Linked DNA regions of Mus musculus: regions 1 and 3 are each linked to region 2. The links are chromatin contacts, called in public Hi-C maps. All regions are on one chromosome and are shown on one strand. The core of a region is the stretch at or near the end of the contact, and the rest is flanking DNA. Distances in the headings are between cores, read along the strand shown. Region 1 overlaps Gm40678 (a long non-coding RNA gene). Region 2 overlaps Gm40677 (a long non-coding RNA gene). Region 3 overlaps Gm31240 (a long non-coding RNA gene).

Region 1 (4,080 bases), core at 658-3,157, 440 kb before region 2:
CATGATATAACTATCCCTCGTACAATCGCAAACGCATTAGTAAATTTACAATGGGCATTCATATTACTTTATAATCCTCGTTTCTGCAACTGGTTACGTGGCCTTAATTGGTATTTATAACTACCTTCCTCTACTACCCATTCTGTATTTCCTTCTCCTTCAGCCAGCACCTCAGTTTCTTGGTCCTGAGGTTTGTGCAGGAATAGAAACCCTGACTAAGACAGGGACTAATATCCAACATATATAAAGAACTCAAGAAAGTGGACTTCAGAAAATCAAATAACCCCATTAAAAAATGGGGCTCAGAACTGAACAAAGAATTCTCACCTGAGGAATACCGAATGGCAGAGAAGCACTTGAAAAAATGTTCAACATCCTTAATCATCAGGGAAATGCAAATCAAAACAACCCTGAGATTCCACCTCACACCAGTCAGAATGGCTAAGATGAAAAATTCAGGTGACAGCAGATGCTGGCGTGGATGTGGAGAAAGAGGAACACTCCTCCATTGTTGGTGGGAGTGCAGGCTTGTACAACCACTCTGGAAATCAGTCTGGCGGTTCCTCAGAAAACTGGACATAGTACTACCGGAGGATCCAGCAATACCTCTCCTGGGCATATATCCAGAAGATGCCCCAACTGGTAAGAAGGACACATGCTCCACTATGTTCATAGCAGCCTTATTTATAATAGCCAGAAGCTGGAAAGAACCTAGATGCCCCTCAACAGAGGAATGGATACAGAAAATGTGGTACATCTACACAATGGAGTACTACTCAGCTATTAAAAAGAATGAATTTATGAAATTCCTAGCCAAATGGATGGACCTGGAGGGCATCATCCTGAGTGAGGTAACACATTCACAAAGAAACTCACACAATATGTACTCACTGATAAGTGGATATTAGCCCCAAACCTAGGATACCCAAGATATAAGATATAATTTGCTAAACACATGAAACTCAAGAAGAATGAAGACTGAAGTGTGGACACTATGCCCCTCCTTAGATTTGGGAACAAAACACCCATGGAAGGAGTCACAGAGACAAAGTTTGGAGCTGAGATGAAAGGATGGACCATGTAGAGACTGCCATATCCAGGGATCCACCCCATAATCAGCATCCAAATGCTGACACCATTGCATACACTAGCAAGATTTTATTGAAAGGACCCAGATGTAGCTGTCTCTTGTGAGACTATGCCGGGGCCTAGCAAACACAGAAGTGGATGCTCACAGTCAGCTAATGGATGGATCATAGGGCTCCCAATGGAGGAGCTAGAGAACGTAGCCAAGGAGCTAAAGGGATCTGCAACCCTATAGGTGGAACAACATTATGAACTAACCAGTACCCCGGAGCTCTTGACTCTAGCTGCATATATATCAAAAGATGGCCTAGTCGGCCATCACTGGAAAGAGAGGCCCATTGGACTTGCAAACTTTATATGCCCCAGTACAGGGGAACACCAGGGCCAAAAAGGGGGAGTGGGTGGGCAGGGGAGTGGGAGTGGGTGGATATGGGGGACTTTTGGTATAGCATTGGAAATGTAAATGAGTTACATACCTAATAAAAAATGGAAAAAAAAAAAAAAAAAAAAAAAAAAAAAAGAGAGGTCTGGGTGAGTTATAGCGCATTTCCCATAGTGACCAGCAGATGGTAGCAAAGGCAAGGCTCATGGGCGGCAGGAACCCAGCTTGCTGCTCAGTTCAGAACAGTGTCAGAACATTGCCTTAATTTTGGTGTCAGCATAATAGCTTGTTCATCCCCTCCACCAGCCTCCTCTTCCTCAGGAAATAATAGTCTCTAAATCTTCGGGACTCAGACCCGCCAAATAGAACCCAACACGTGCCCTAATCACTTGGGCCAATTCTTCTCTCTGAATGGTGTCGCTTTACGTGGGACTTTTTCTGCGTGGCTGTGGTGCTGCAGTGCCAGGGTAAGCTGAACATATAGCCAGGCACTGGGCGTGAAGGGAAAACGCAGGAGACACCTTCAAGGCGCCAATTAGGGGAGAAGAGAAGGGCCAGTAATGCAGAGTGGTGGGCCAGAAGTATGCTTGCCCTTTGCGGTTCCGAGACCCTGGCAGACCGGCAAGGCGCCTCCCACTGCTTCTGACTCCATAGTTCCTTCCCTGAGACTAAGCCAGCCCTGGGACTCACACTTGGCTCACGGCAGGGAACTTGTTTCCTTCATAGCACTTTTGCAGTGTAATAGTAGAGTGATTATTGGATCTTACATTTAATGAATGCATCTGCCATTTGCCTGACAGTCAACCTCAGGAAGACAGGGTAGGTTCTGCTCCAGCCAATGCCTAGAGCCCGGTACAGTTATGGTCCAGTGAACTATACCATAATAATTTCACCATTACCCAGTAAGTAGATACTTGTTCCATGATGGCGTTGTAGTGGCTTCATTCCTCTCACGTAGGAAGAAAAGTCGAGGGTAGAAGCAGAAATCCAGGCTGACCTCGGTGGAGATGTTGGTGTGGTTGGTTTTAATGTACTCTTGGCACAAATAGAATCCACGGGGGAGGAAGCCTAACCCAAAGGATTGTCCTTATTGTGGTAAATTGATGCAGGAAGACTCACCATGACTGCGGGCGGGATCTTCTCTAGATGAAAAGGGCTTGGTGGGCGCAGGGTTTCTCCCCTTCCACTCGCTTGGGCTCCCTCTTGCCCCTGAGCTGTAGATTCCTGCTCTGATAGTAGAACCAGCATTTCCAAGTTTCTATCATGGTTCTCTAGGGAGCTTCTGTCTTCGGGAGCCAGATTGGGATGCTGAGGTACCCAGCCTTGTGGACTGTCCAACTACCCATTGTTGGGCCTGCCCCAGTAGAAGATAGCCATTGCAAGACAACCAGGGCTCCGAGGCACTAGCCTAAGGACAGAGTAACCTTTGGATTCTTAGTTCTCAGATGTGATTCTTTTGTTGTTACTATTTCATAGCTGACTCGAGTCTGCCTGTCTCTATCTACCTATCTATCTATCTATCTATCTATCTATCTATCTATCTATCTATCTATCTATCTATCTATCATCTCTCCATTTATCATCTACCTCCTACCAATTTATAATCTATCTATCGATCTATCTATCTATCTACCCACCCCCTCTCCCATCTGTCTTTAACTCATACAGCGATTTATTCAACATGTGTATTTGGCTGTGTTGCGTATGCGATCCAAACTTCAGTTTGTTTAATCTGTAAATTGGGGATCAGACTATGTCTCCTGCAGGGGGACCACATGCATGCAAAGAGATCCTCTATAGGAAATTCAAAAATGAGTAAGTCGAGAAATGCTGTTGGTTTGTGTGTTGGAGGCTCTGTTTGTCATCTCCGGGAGGCCCAGTCTGTTGGATTTTGTAAGGATGATGTAATTAGTTTAAGAACTCCATGGACTGGTGAGGAGAGGAAGGGAAGGCTGTTGGAGGCAGTGGTGGTACCATTACTGCAAGCTCATTAGAACCCTTAACTCTGTTGAGCTGCTTTGTGTTGGAACATTGTGTAGAAGGCACTGCTCTGTGGCAGAATAAATAATAAGCTGGGCTTGGAGGCTAAAGATGGTCGCTGCTAGGCCTGAAGGCCCACATGGTAGAGGGCAGGAATGGACTTCCAAAAGTTGTCCTCTGACCTCCACATATATGTTGTGGCGTGTGGATAACCCCCTTCTAAAATAAACAAACAAACTAATACAGTTAAAAGTCAAAAGTGAATAATAAGCCAATGAGGTGAAGGTGTGTCCTGGTATGAACAGAACAGAGTGAGACTGTGAACAGATGTGCTAAGGACATACAGCTGAGCAAGCAGTGAGACGCTTGTGTCCCCTGAAGACAGTTCAGAACCAATGTGTGGGGGACAGCAATGTAACAGGGACTGATAGCAGGGAGAATGGGGTCAGGGGTGCATGCTCAACCCACAGGGGGGATTGCTAGCATGAGGCCAGCCAGGGTTGCACGATTAGATTCTATTTCTAAAACCAAACCAGACAAAGCCCAAACAAAACACTTTTCTTGGACATATGTTTAAGAAGCCTAGATATCACATTAGCCAAAGAGTGGAAATAAGCTACCAAGACATGCAG
Region 2 (3,833 bases), core at 215-2,714:
AGGGCAGGTGATGCATAATGAAGAAGAGAAATTGGATGGCAAGAGCGGTGTGTTTGAGGTAGAAGGTTCAGGAAATAGGATAAATTTATGAAGTGTATTAAAATTAGGAAGTGCCATTTGGAACTTCTGCCTGAAAGGCGAGGATTAAAGGATGGGATCCATTATCCCACCTGGCGACAGCCCATAAAGTTCTTTAGCTAGTGAAAATATAGTTTTAATCAGTCACACAAAACAACTTTCCTCATGTCCCTAGCAATAAAAAGCTTCATTGAGACATATGGGAAGAGGGTACAGTGTGTGTAACACTTCAGAATATTGGAAAACTTTCTGGTGCCATTTACTAACTTGACTTATTTTCTTAAAAGTTCCCCACAGGAACAAATGTTTATGCAAAGTTTTAGATGAGATGGATGGTACTTGCTCTAAGGAGAGAGCCTTCCTATGTGATGGCTGCAGGGTAATGCACTCAGTTTGATCTCTGTGATCATGAACCTGGGAAAAAAATTTCAAGTTAGGTGAATTCCCAAATCCAAACAATAACTGTCATTCATGTTTGATGTTGCTGATGTTCTGTGTACTGTTTCATCTCTGTTAACTTGGCACAGCCTAAGTAACCCAGGAAGAGGCACCTCAATTAAGGATTTGGTTTCAATATATTGGCCTATACATATTTCTGTGTAGCATTTTGAGTAATGATTAATGCAGGAGGGCTAGTCCACTGTGGGCAATACTATTCCTTAGCAGGTTAGCCTGGATTACTTAACAAAGCAGTTGAGCAAGCTACAGAGAACAAGCTAGTTCATACCAGCATTTCCCCCATGGTCTCTGGTCCAGTCCTGCCATCTGCTTTCTACCTGAAGCCTTGCCTGGATTCAAACCCTTTTCCCCTAATTTGACTTCATTCAGTGTTCTATCATAACAACAGACAAGAAAAGTAGAACAGATTGTGTGATCTCTGTGTTTGTAACCTAGGGTAGGAAGAGATGGGCATGTTGGAGCCTGAGAATAGAAATTCTTCAAAAGGAAGACCCTGTGCAATCAATTTTCTTATCGAATACCACCTGGACTGCCACCTACCCCTTCCTTTTCCATGAACCTGATCACTAAAAGGAGCACCATACTTAGAAAACACTTGCTTTGTGTTTTCTATATTGGCTAGTTTTTCTGAAACCTTTTCTTTAACTTGAAAGGCTAGCATGAGTAGAATTAATTATCAATGAATAAATCCCAGACAGGGTCACTAACTGCCTCAATGGTTTAGGTTCCTGAATGAAAGACACATACCCAGCCTTTCTATTTTAATATGCCTTAAGCAGCACTATAGCTGGTTAGCTGCCTAACCTCCATGCTGTTAGAATCTACCTCCCACCGGTAATTCTGAGTTACTGCTTACTAATTTCCATGTTCCATCTTAGCTGCTCTTAACTCTAATAAGTCAGCCATCTGGGCCACATTGTTTTGGCCCAGAGCCTGGAGTGTTCTCCTTGCTTTTCTACTCCATAGCCTCTGCGTGTCTCTGCTCTCCACACTCTCTTAAAGCATGGCAGATCTTCCTCCTTCCTCTCTTCCTGGTTCCAAGCCTGGGAATCATGCCTTTGTCTGTCCTCCCCAGCTATTGTCTGTTGGCATCTTTATTTACTAATCAGAACCAACTGGGGGCGGGTTCCCAGAAGCTAAGTGCAGACCCTCTAGTGCAAACAGTTTTGAGGGAGAAACAAATAGCATTCATAATACAAGCAGCTACAAGCATGCATAGCTGTTTTTGTTTGTTTGCTTGTTTTTGTTTTGTATTTAGAGGAAGTAATTCTTGGCACACAAATGCCAGCTATTTTGAGAGAGACTTGAAATTAGATTTTTTTTCCTGGACCACTCTCAACCTCCCTGGGTTCTAAAGCCAAGGAAAATTGCTCTTTTAAAAATTATTTATTCACTTTACATCCTGGTTGCAGTTCTCCTCCCCCCTCTCCTCCCAACCCTACCCTTATAAATCCTTCCTTTCATTACCCCCTTCTCTTCTCAGAGGAGAAACCCCACCTTGGGTACCACCCTGCCCTGGGACATCAAGGTGATGCTGGGTAAAGATATTGCAGTTGACTGAATATTTATGATCTGCTACTTCATCCCAGTCACATGCTGGCAACTAAGTCTTCATGTGATGTTTGGAAGCAAACCTTTGGAAAGGTGGAAGTTTCATTTCCTTTTCAAAAGGATGTAACCAGGGAGCCTTCTCATTCCTTTGGATGCGTGTCACACAGCATCAAGATGGGTCTCATAGTTTGGATGTAAAGTGTTACTTCAAAGAGTCCTGTGTTTAAGTATGCAGTACCCCATTGGTGATGCTACCTTGGGAGGTTGTGGATCCTTTAGAAAGTGAGTCATTAGGGATGGGTCTTAAAGTGTATGGCTATCCCACTTCCAGTCTCAATGTTGATTCTTTGTACTTCCTGCATCCTCAGTTATGAGCAAGCAGATTCACTGTCCTGACAACATGGACAAGAACCACTCTGACTCCCATGCCTTCCTCACTGTGATGGCTGACACCCTCAAACCATGAGACAATGTAAGCTTTTCCTCTCTTACATTGCTCCTGACAAGTAACCATTCACAGCAATGAGAAAACCAGTTAATATGACTGGTACCCGAGAGCCAAGAAGCATGGATCTGCCCACGCTTTGCTCTTGGCTGTCTTAAAATGAGAAATCTATTTCTATTGTTTATTTTTACATCCTCAGTATTCTCTTGTAGCATCCTGAAAGGGTAGAACATTTGTAAAACCAAACATGCTTGTTGCTTTCATTCCTCAATGAAGCTAACAGGCAAGGCTGTTTTTAGGCTTCCTCTGATTTCTATAGGTATGTCTTATGATCAGATTTTTACCCCTGAAGCTTCATAAACTCCATCTCTACTATTTAAACTTTTCAAAAGTAATATCTAATCATTAGATTAAGATTAAAATGTAGTAGGGCCCTTCCTTGATGGAATGGAACAAGTAATATACTTGATCTGTAATTAATTTCTATTCCACTGCTGGATATGTTGCTTGTACAAGTAACTCAGAGTCTTACAGCCTGTGTTTCTTATCTTCAGGACAGAGAGGATGGTAAGTTATTATTGTTTCAGAAATAAGTGTATACAGCACACATGTGCTACCACCCATCATGTTTGGCCCATAGTGATCACCACATGTACATACTGGCCATCGACTGCTGTCATTATTATTATTATCACTATTGCTAGAGGCTAACCAATCTAGTGCTCTAACTTGACTGTGTGCGTGCTTGTGTGTGTGTGTCTGTAGTAAGCCATCTGTCAATGGGAGTGTAATAAACCATTCAGCTGCTTGTGAACTTTTCTCCCTCTGTCAAGATAAAATGAACAAGAATGACAGATTGAGGAATTAGACTCATTTAGATTTCATCATTCCTGGAAGGATAATTCAGTGTGCTTCATTGTTTGTTAGGTCACTCATGGAGACTGGCTTTAGTTTCAACATATTAGAAGTTTGGATAACAATAGAAACCCCTACCGTTTTGTGAGACCTTATAGGGATAATCTATCTAAGTTGCCCAAGAGAATGACTGACATATGATAAGTGCTCAACCCATGATGTCTTTACTAAACTAGCAGCAACATTGGTTACAATAATGATAATATATATGGATTGGGAGGGACATCTTAGCAGATGAGGTATGAGTTAGCTTTTCTAGGATAGGTCAGAGAGAAACAGTCCATGTTAACTCACAGTTGCAGGCTATAGTCCATTGTTACAAAGACGTCAAGGCAGGAACTTGAAGCGACGTGTTACATGTACAGTCTAGAACAGAAAGAAATGA
Region 3 (3,796 bases), core at 1,051-3,550, 370 kb before region 2:
GTGACATAGGTGACTTAGTGTTTGTATGACTGGTGGCAGTCTGGGATGAGGGCCACATTGCTAGTCAGATGCCTTGTTAGGCCTTCTGGGGATCTTGTTAACTGAAATTCCCTGAATGAAGTCTCTGCTTGCTCAAAACACCTTGAGTGGGACCTGGGGAGGTTAAGTCAGCAAAGCGATGGCCCTGCAAGCATCAAGACCAGAGTCCAGAGACCCCCAGGATCCGTGTGTAAAAAGTCAGCTCACCAAGCTGACTTGTGAGGGGAAGCCCCTCCTGCTAGCCCAGAGGAGAAGACATTTCTGGGCTGATGTGGAACCTCATGGCTTTAGTCATTCAGGTAGACCAGAATGCATGGGACAAAACATCAAGAGAAGAGAGGATGAGAAAGTGTGTGTCATGACAAACGTGTTAGTCAGGTGCCTGGTTAAGAGGTTAAGTGGAACATCTATTGAAGCAAGGCTTTTCCAGGGAGCACAATACTTGGGGACCTAAGAAAAACTTGGCTTGTCCTTAACTTATTTCTGAGTTTATTTTTTTTTAAAGGTACCTAAAAATGAACAAGGGTGAAAATAAACCCAGTATAGTTATGGTTTTTATTGCTGTGAAGAGACAATGTGATCATGGCAACTTTTATAAAGGACAAGATTTAATTAGGCTGGCTTACAGCTCAGAGGTCCATTGTCATCATGGCAGGAAGCATGGTGGCACACAGGTCTACATGGTGCTGGAAAGGTAGCTGAGACTTCTATAACTGCCTTGGCAGACAACAGGAAGAGAGAGTGCCACACTGGGGCCTGCCTTGAGCATGATGCACTTCCTCCCAAAAAAGCCACACCCACTCCCACAAGGCCATACCTCCTAATAGTGCTGCTCTCTGAGCCCCTGGGGGCCATATATATATATACATTCAAGCCACCATACCCAGGGAGAAGTCAGAAGGTAACAGGAGGAAATCCAATTTCTTGAACAATGCTGATGATATTAAGTGATGAAGAGAAGGCTGTGAGGAGCTATAGTACTGCTCAGGGCTTTGAGGGCTTTTAGAACTTAGAAAGGATCGCTGGGGTAACAGATTCCCATGGTGACTTGAGTTCCTAACAAAACGGAATGGCACATGGGAGGCAGAGCTGGTTCTTGTAAAAGATGCTAATGTGAAATGTCCACAAACTATGGGAGCATTTCTGAAGGGAGATAGCCATGGCACACGTATCCAAAGAATGGGGAAGACAAAGAAAAAGATAGTGCCAAGGGCTAAGGGAGGGGGTTGTGTCTGTCATTTCTCTTTGTACACAACACATTCACGTTTTGGACGCCTCTTCCTTCTTCCTTCCCTTCCTGTCCTAAACTCATCCGTGAAAACCATGCATGTTCACTGTGGTCCATGGGAGAACATCAATAAAAAAGTCAGGTATGATGGCATATGTTTAGAATCCCAGCTCTGGTGAGGTAGACACGGGGCAACACCTGAGTTTTGGGGACCAGTCAGCTCAGTCTACTTGGTGGGTTCCAGGAGAATGAAAGACCTAGTCTCAAAAAACAAGATGCATAGCTCTCGATGAATGGACAGGAGCAGAACCTCTGGCCTCTACACACATGTGCACACACACTCTACATTTCTGTGTTCTCGATGACTAGTGCAGATCCCTCAACTGGCTTATGGTATGCTTACTCCTGAAGCCAGCCCTCTTTCTCATCTCTGGATCCTAGATCTGACACAGAAATAAAGACCCAGGGTAAGCCCCAGCCTTCCTCGTGATGCTGAGGTGGCAGGGTACCGTTTGATAAGGATGACTGCCGGCATGTGAACCAAGTACCATACATCTTTAGGGCTGACTTCAGTCAGGCACTCTGCTTAGTTTCTTACCAGATCTGGTGCCGAGAGTGCCAATTGATGTTTTGAAGAGTGTTCATCAATGGAGACTGTACAGGTAACTAGACTCCCCAGCTTTTGTTTTTCTTAAGGCTTTTTGAAAAGCAGATAGGAGAAGTATACACCAGCCATTGATATGTGAACATGCTGGGTACCCTGGCCTTCTTTAATTGTTAAGATAGATCACTGTGGGTAATGTAGTCATCTTTCCTAGTGGAGAATGGCTTATTTTTTATTTTTTATTTATTTTTTTATTTTTTGGGGGCGTGGGAATAGTTGAATTGGTAATGGGAAGGTAGAAGTGTTGTTTTGTGTCAAAATATTCATTTCTCCCATAACTGTTGAGTAAATGTAGCCATTAGAGTCTGCACACAGCCTTCCTTAATCCTTTGGAGTATTCAGGCAGCAGGCACATGTCTCCCGCGGGGAGACAGATTTGGGCGAGATGAGCATTTTCAGAAAGAGTGTGAATCTCTTTGCCATCTGGGAAGGGCACAGTTAATTTCCTTTGTGTTCAACGTGGATTCAGGTGACTCATGGCGGGGGGAGGGGGGAGGGAGGAGGGGGGAGGGGACTGGGAGAGGGTAGTTCTGAATTCTGGCTAATGACTGAATCCAGCTTTTCCTGCAGCTGCTAGAACTGAAGGCGTCCTAAAGGCAGAGGGAGCATCATACATATGCCCCTGAGATCTTTCTGATGGTCAGAGGCAACATCAGTTTTTTTTGCACTAAAGGTACGGTTCTCTAAGGTGGCCCTGTCACACTTTTGGATTGATTTTTCAATAGAAACTCCTTTTTAAGTGTCAGGTTGCTTTATATCAAATGGCCTTGCTTCCTGTGGAGTGGGCTTACCCACGTTTACCTCTTATTTTATTTCATTAACCCTTTTCTGAATGGTGATTACTGTGCACCAAATGCTAATCTCCATGACAACCATGTTAAGGCAGGTAAAGGACTATCATTTTGTAAGTGGGAGACCCAAGAGACAGACTAAGAACTTACCCACCAGCCAGGTGGTGGTGGTGCACACCTTTAATATCAGCAGAAGCAGGTGGATCTCCGAGTGTTTGAAGGTACCCTAGCCTACAGAGGGAGTTCTAGGACAGCCAGGGCTACATAGAGAAATGTTTTTAAAAACAAACAAACAAAACCAAAACACCAACCAGTAATAGTAAAAAACAAAACAAAACAAAAAACAAAACACATCCACTATCATTGTAAATAGCAAACCACAGCATGGCTCAGGGTGCTGGAACTGCGCTCCGCCAACCTGCCCTCCCTTGAGATTTATATCCTGGGTCAATTTCCTTCGTTTCTTTTCTCTAAGCAAGGGCTACCACATATTGCGCTGCTGTTCACTCACTGGGGAGGCTGAGTCCAGGACGCTAGGAACTGCATTCTAGTAGCTGGTGGGCAACCTTTCAGCATTTCGGCCTACCCAGTTCGTGATCGAAAACCCTTCAATGAATGGACAAAGAGAAAATCTGAAAGGAAACCAATCACAACGTTTGTTATTATTGTTATTATTATTATTTATGTTTTTTACAGTCTGGCCATTACACATCCGGGTCTGCTCTCTCACAGTTCCTCATCCCATTCCTCCTCCTCCTCCTCCTCCCTTCTCCACGAGGATGTCTCCACCCCTTCCCCTCGCACCAGGCCTCCCCACTCCCTGGGGCCTTAAGTCTCTCGAGGGTTAGGCACATGCGTCTTCTCACACTGAGGCCAGACCAGGAAGTCTTCCTCTGTATATATGTGTAGGCGAGCCCTCGGACCAGCTCTTGTATGCGCCTGGTTGATGGCTCGGCGTCTGAATCATCAGTTTAATCTCTTGTGTTGGGCTGTATCTCATAGCCATTCTGGTCCTACGTGGACACACATAGGTCACGGTTCGGATGCACCTGAAGCCTTTCCTGTGTTCACTGC

The links. Hi-C and Micro-C count contacts between places; a contact is called where the count stands out from the background.
Region 1: a Hi-C map of cerebellum shows a contact between it and region 2, with 2.6 times the contacts expected there. The contact joins two enhancer-like sites. A contact is called at or near these places in 1 of 15 datasets of contacts at CTCF or cohesin (embryonic stem cells), 4 of 484 Hi-C or Micro-C datasets (cerebellar granule neurons, cerebellum, embryonic stem cells and 1 more) and 1 of 115 datasets of contacts at active chromatin or transcription factors (pancreatic cancer cells).
Region 3: a contact with region 2 is called in a Hi-C map of cerebellum, with 2.2 times the contacts expected there. The contact joins two enhancer-like sites. A contact is called at or near these places in 3 of 484 Hi-C or Micro-C datasets (cerebellar granule neurons and cerebellum).

Annotation. Positions count from the first base shown.
Region 1 is chr10:66,805,383-66,809,462 of GRCm38.p6, reverse strand. The region is part of intron 2 of Gm40678 (a long non-coding RNA gene); the gene reads left to right. Among named protein-coding and RNA genes, the nearest start is that of Gm40678, 22 kb to the left of the region's middle. Within about 2 kb of position 1,907, at least 12 of the 459 cell types and tissues checked have an H3K27ac peak or open chromatin away from gene starts, as enhancers often do. A contact at or near this core is called in cerebellar granule neurons and cerebellum, where this site is marked.
Region 2 is chr10:66,367,947-66,371,779 of GRCm38.p6, reverse strand. All of the region lies in intron 2 of Gm40677 (a long non-coding RNA gene), which reads left to right. Among named protein-coding and RNA genes, the nearest start is that of Gm22594, 110 kb to the left of the region's middle. Within about 2 kb of position 1,464, at least 5 of the 459 cell types and tissues checked have an H3K27ac peak or open chromatin away from gene starts, as enhancers often do. A contact at or near this core is called in cerebellar granule neurons and cerebellum, where this site is marked.
Region 3 is chr10:66,737,740-66,741,535 of GRCm38.p6, reverse strand. Gm31240 (a long non-coding RNA gene) reads left to right here. Exons shown (of 3, transcript XR_380501.2): 3 at 1-610. It also overlaps the pseudogene Gm18777. Among named protein-coding and RNA genes, the nearest start is that of Gm31240, 5.9 kb to the left of the region's middle. Within about 2 kb of position 2,300, at least 3 of the 459 cell types and tissues checked have an H3K27ac peak or open chromatin away from gene starts, as enhancers often do. A contact at or near this core is called in cerebellum, where this site is marked.